Regions from separate parts of the Rattus norvegicus genome. Here region 1 is linked to region 2. A link is a contact called in public Hi-C data. All regions are on one chromosome and are shown on one strand. Each heading gives the region's core, a stretch centred on a gene start, on an enhancer-like site or on the middle of the called end of the contact. The rest is flanking DNA. Distances are from core to core; before and after follow the strand shown.

Region 1 (2,700 bases), core at 19-2,518, 88 kb after region 2:
GTGTGGTTGTGAGAGAAGAGTGTTTGGATAATGGATGTAAGCAGAACAAAGCTCTCAAAGCAGGAGAGCAAGCAGGCTTGCAGAGCTGACAACGAGATGACCTACTTCATAGACTGCTTAACTAACTCCCTTCATCCCTAGTCTCCTCCTTTCTAGGCGTGGTGTGATGGTGAAGCAATAATGGTGTAGAGCCTGGCATAGCCAGAGATTTCCCAAAGCATGAAGGAGGTGCCCCGACCCTGTCCCCAGCTCTACCCATTCAGTGCGGATTTCTTGGGAAGAGTAATTATAATCCTCTACGGAAAGCGCTTAGCACAGAGGCTCACACACAGTAGACCGATGACCACGGTCACTCTCAACATCTCTAGAGTCTTCTTGGATGATGAGTTCATCAGTGTAGACATAGGTAAGACTGGGAGAGAAGCTCTGAGTCACCCATAGGGACAAAGGGAGAACAGTCACTAGCCTCAGAGTCCCAAGGAACCAAGGAGCAGGGCAGTGGACCTGACGATTAGAGAGGAAGGAGGGTCAGGCTGTCAAGGTTTACTCAAGACCTAAGAATTGTGGTGAGTCATCTATCTGACTTACCTGAAGGTATTTCGATGGAAGGGACAGCAGGGAAGAGGGGAAAAGGAGGTGAACCCTGATGCTTCGGTGTGAAGGAGAAAATATCTCTGGTAAGAATCACCAGGGAATCAGAGTTGACTGAGCCTTACGTGAGCATGACTGTGCAAAAGAGACAGACTAGAATGGAGGAGAGGGAGATTAATTATGTACATCAAGAAAATCTCCACAGGTGTGAAAACCCGTAGCTGTTAGGTGGGAGTATAGAGAGGCCATTTGCACATGAGAGTAGAGAGAAAGGGATCTTAGAGGGAAGGTACTGAAGGCAGTTACATCAGAAGCCATAAACAGAGGCTGCTCCTGAACCAGACATCCCCCTCCCGCTTCCTCTCCCCTCCCTCTGCCTCTCCTCCTTCCCCTCCCCTTCCCTGTCCCCTTCCGGTCCCCCTCCCTCACTCTCTCACTCTCTCTCACTCTCGCTCTCTCACTCTCTCGATCTTTTCCCCTTTCCCCTCCCCCCCCTCTGTTTTTTATGTAGTTCAGGCCGGCCCTGATTTTACTGTATAGCTGAGGATAACTTCAAACTCCTGGTCTTCCTGAAGTGATGAGACTGTGCGCACCGCCTCGCTGGCTCCGGTGACGCTAGATACTCCCTCCCCGGGCTTCACGCGCTAAGTGCTTTCCCAGCTGAGCTGCATCCCCACCCCGGAAGAAGTCCATGGAAATGACGAAGCATTTTTCTAGAATTTAATCTTCCACCACCACACTGGGAGTGACAAAGGAGGCTATTATTTTTGGAATTGACTTTAACTGTGAACTGCTCTGGGAGAGTCAAATGCAAGTGGAGAACAAAGCGATGACTACTCTCCTGTGTTCAAGGTGTGAAGGCTGGAGCAGAATGTTCTATTCCATGTCTGAAGGATCCCCTCCCCGCTCAAGCACAACTTGACAAGAACATTATTGGCTCTGCTTTAATCAGACCACCCAGAATGCGGGGCTTTTCACACCTCCTTAAAACATTCTTTTCCTTTTGTCTCTCGGATGTCTCTGTGTAAACCTTAACTCTGCTTTTCTCTGAGAAGCTCTAGGAGGGCTCAAAGGCAGACTCCGGAGCCCTTCCCTTCTCCCTTGATCTGCCAGTAACAGAGCCGCTGCACCTCTCTGTCTCCACCCCCTCGTCCTCTTCCTGATTTTCTCTCTCCTTTTCTCCTGCACACTCATCCCACACACAGTCCATTGAAAGTAGAAGGCCAGGCTGAGCATTCTCTCCGTCACCTGCTTCTTTAGGCAATGCACTGTGATCGGACACATCAAACCACATAAACTTTCTTTTTCCCCAGCCTCCCTGCTAGAGAGGGGGTTGTAGACATCACATGTGGTCATCGTGTCCCATCCGGAAGTTAAGGGTGACCCTGCAACTTGCTTTGGCTAATGAAAAATACGAGCTGGTTTCTACCTGTATTTTTGTTTGTTTGTTTTTTGTTTTCTGTTTTGTTTTGTTTTGTTTTTGTTGTTTTGCTTTGATTTTTTCTTTATAGGCATGCAAAGATTGGTCCTGTTTTTCCCCTCCAGGTTCTTCTTCCTTGATCCAAGCAAAATAACCTTGCCCCTATCCATTCTCTGGTTGTTACGAGTGTGCAGCTAACATTAGTGGCTAACATGGCCACTCTCTCACGCCTCTAGGTGCTAATAAGGGGACTTAATAAGTTCAGGGCGGGGAAATGTGACTAGACCTTCATTTGAGTCTGTTGACCGGCCCCATTGCAAAATACTAGAGTAGGCACTGTGTGGGGAATATTTTTCAAAGTTCTGGAGGCAAGGACATTTAAGTTTAAGGTGCCAGCAGGTTCAGTGTTTGGTGCAGGCCCCATCTCTACTTCCAAGATAGCAGCTGGCTACACAGTCTTGGAGGGAGGGGGGAGAAATTCCATTTGTCTGTGTGACAAAAGTATCTGGGTGTTGTGAGAACTCTCCTTTAAAGGACTCAGCCTCCTTAATGAAGGGAGGAGCCCTCACGACCTAAACACCCCTTAAAGGTCTCAGCATCAGCCACTTGAACTTCAGAGAAGGACACACTCAAGCCCTACAGGATGTAACTTAAGCCCTAAATGCTATGTGTGCTCCTGACCTGCCCAC
Region 2 (2,700 bases), core at 86-2,585:
TTCTAATCTATTATTCCTAACCTGTTATGTTTGCAGAGAGAAAAGAATTTTTCTAATAATCTGTAAAATTATGTTAACTTCTACAAGTAGGTATTCTAAATAAACTTTTTTTAAAAGAGCAATCTGTGATCGAGTGACTCTTGATATAATGTATTAATGCATAATGTACTAAATTCATCCTCTTACTTTTTTTTAATTTTGTGTGTGTGTGTGTGTGTGTGTGTGTGTGTGTGTGTGTGTGTGTGTGTGTGAAAAAGATGGGTACAGGCCTGACACGGATTGTGACAGTATCCCTAATGTATGTTTTACTTGGTACTTCATATTCTTTTTTAAAAATAAGTGGAAATTATACCTATTTCATACATTAAAAATGAGGCTCAGCATATTTAAATGACCCCAAAAACTACACAAGGCAGTCTTTTTCAGGTAAAAGCCCTTCTGAATCATGACTACATAGTGCACTGAAGTAGAACCTTGATTGTACTGTTTAAATGTTTGAAATAACCCACTATTTCAGTCTAAAGCCCAGCGCTGAATGCAACAAGTTAAAAAACACTGAAATGCTGTTTTGCCCATATTGAGTGAGCCTCAGATAAGCCCCAGGAAAGCTTTACTCTTGATTTTGTCTTCCTTTCTCCCCATTTTAACTTGCTCCTCAGAATCCACTTGCTACTTCTAGAAATAATGGCAATGTGGAATAAGGAAACGTCATTAAACATCATTGAGTATCTACAAGATCACTTTCCTGCCAACACTGACAGTTCCTGGATGTAATGGATGACTGAAAGAAGCACAGCTATGAACCCAGCACTCATCCTCTCCCTGAAGCCTCTGTGTTTCCATACCTGAAACGTTTCTGCTTTGGGATTGTATGCAATACATGAGGTTAATGTGTTGAATCTTACAATGTGAATAAAGGGCAAACATCTACTTCTGCTAAAGTGGTTGAACTAGGTGGGGTTTCTTCCAAACCTGGATGCAGACAAGGTAGCACACCCCAGCGGAAGACACAAGCCTAGAAATGGCCATGTCCAAGTTCTCCGTGTCTGTCCTGCACCCTAAAACCGTTTGCGTGAAGGCAAGGAGAGCAAATGATACGGCAGGGACACTAGAGAAGTAAGCCCGAGATGGGGGCGGTACCCATGCCCTTCACCCGAGCCCTTCCTTCTTAGACCTAGCCGTGTAGTGGCCAGAGACGCCTGCGGGCCGGGCCGTGAGCCAGGAAGGTAGACACTAAAGGACTGTGGCTGGCGGGCTCCACCCTACCTATTGGGCTCTTCCTCCAAGCGCTACTGCACTTCCGCCTTTCTCTACGCCTCTTCCGTTTCCGCCCTCCATCGGTCCTGACCTTCTAAAGAAGTATTTACCCACAGCTCCGTTTCCATGGCGTCCCAGGGGTCTGTGACAGCGGCACTGCGGGTGGCTGAGGTGCTGGAAACCATCGCGAACCGCTGCGTGGGGCCCGAGGGCGGCCTGGTGTTGTGTACGAAGCCCACCGGCGAGGTGCTGCTTAGCAGGGATGGAGGTTGCCTCCTGGAGGCGCTGCACTTAGAGCATCCCTTAGCCAGGTACCTCGCTTCCCCTGTAGTCCGTTCGGCGCGCATCTCCCTCAACCTCCCATCAGATCCCTGAGGTCATGGACCTGTATAAAAACGGTCTTAATACTGGATAAAACTAGTGTGGAGGTCGGATCTGAGCGCTGCCCAAATTACTAATCCGGGGCCCAAACCTCCTCACCTACCTAGAGCACTTCTCACTCTTTTCCCGTCTCTGATATCTTAGAATAAAGTAGTTAAAATAAAGGAAAAATAAAGCTGAGGCTGGACGTCAAAAAGACAATCTGCCTGTCTGTACCTGTGAAAATACGGGTTTAACTTAGCACCAACACAGAAAATCTGAGTTATTTTTTTTCCCTTCCTATACAGGATGATAGTGGCGTGTGTTTCCAGTCACCTTAAAAAAACAGGAGATGGTGCTAAAACATTTATTATTTTTCTTTGCCATTTACTCAGAGGACTTCATGCAATCGGAGAAAAAGAAAAAGACTCATTCACTTCTGAAGATATTCAGAGCCATGAAAGGCATTGGAAAAACTGCTGCCAGTGGAAATCTATTTCCCGGGCTCTGCTAAGGTTTCAGACACAAACGTTAGGTTGTATTGTAGACCAACATTTAAGCAGGCACTACCTCTCTGCCTTTTCTTCATCTGCTGAAGGAAGAACACTGTGCAGGCGCTCTCTGGAGTTGCTCCTGGAACCATACTTTTGTGGAAGAGTGGGAAGAAACAACCACAGATTCATTTCACAGTTGATGTGTGACTACGTTTTCAAGTGTATGGCTTGTGAAAGTGGGATTGAAGTATTTGAGTTTTTGGACAACTGTTTTGTGGAGTTGAATGTTGGCGTGACAGGCCTTCCTGTTTCAGAGTCTAGAATTGTGGATGGCCTTGTGCTTCCCAGAGACTTTTCTGTGTACTGCCCAGCAGATGGTGGCATTAGGATGGTGATAGTAACCGAAATCCTCCAGCCTCTGTTTTCATCGTCTAGCTCGGAATTTGTTCTCGACTCAGAAACACAGTTTCAGGCATCTCAGAGTTGGATCATGGACAGGACAAAAACCGTAATGAACCACCTGCGTAGTCATAATGTAAAACTGCTCCTGTCCAGTGTGAAGCAACCAGACCTAGTTACTTATTGTGCA

Evidence for each region. Hi-C and Micro-C count contacts between places; a contact is called where the count stands out from the background.
Region 1: a contact with region 2 is called in a Hi-C map of the A7r5 cell line, with 3 times the contacts expected there. The contact joins the enhancer-like site here to the promoter of Bbs10 in region 2. A contact is called at or near these places in 4 of 12 Hi-C or Micro-C datasets (the A7r5 cell line, kidney and liver).

What each region holds. Positions count from the first base shown.
Region 1 is chr7:48,723,758-48,726,457 of GRCr8, forward strand. No RefSeq gene overlaps it. Among named protein-coding and RNA genes, the nearest start is that of Bbs10, 88 kb to the left of the region's middle. Within about 2 kb of position 1,269, at least 19 of the 93 cell types and tissues checked have an H3K27ac peak or open chromatin away from gene starts, as enhancers often do. A contact at or near this core is called in the A7r5 cell line and liver, where this site is marked.
Region 2 is chr7:48,636,030-48,638,729 of GRCr8, forward strand. Bbs10 (Bardet-Biedl syndrome 10) reads left to right here and starts at 1,336. Exons shown (of 2, transcript NM_001109286.1): 1 at 1,336-1,568; 2 at 1,926-2,700. The coding sequence starts at 1,384. Osbpl8 (oxysterol binding protein-like 8) reads left to right here. Exons shown (of 24, transcript NM_001309455.2): 24 at 1-122.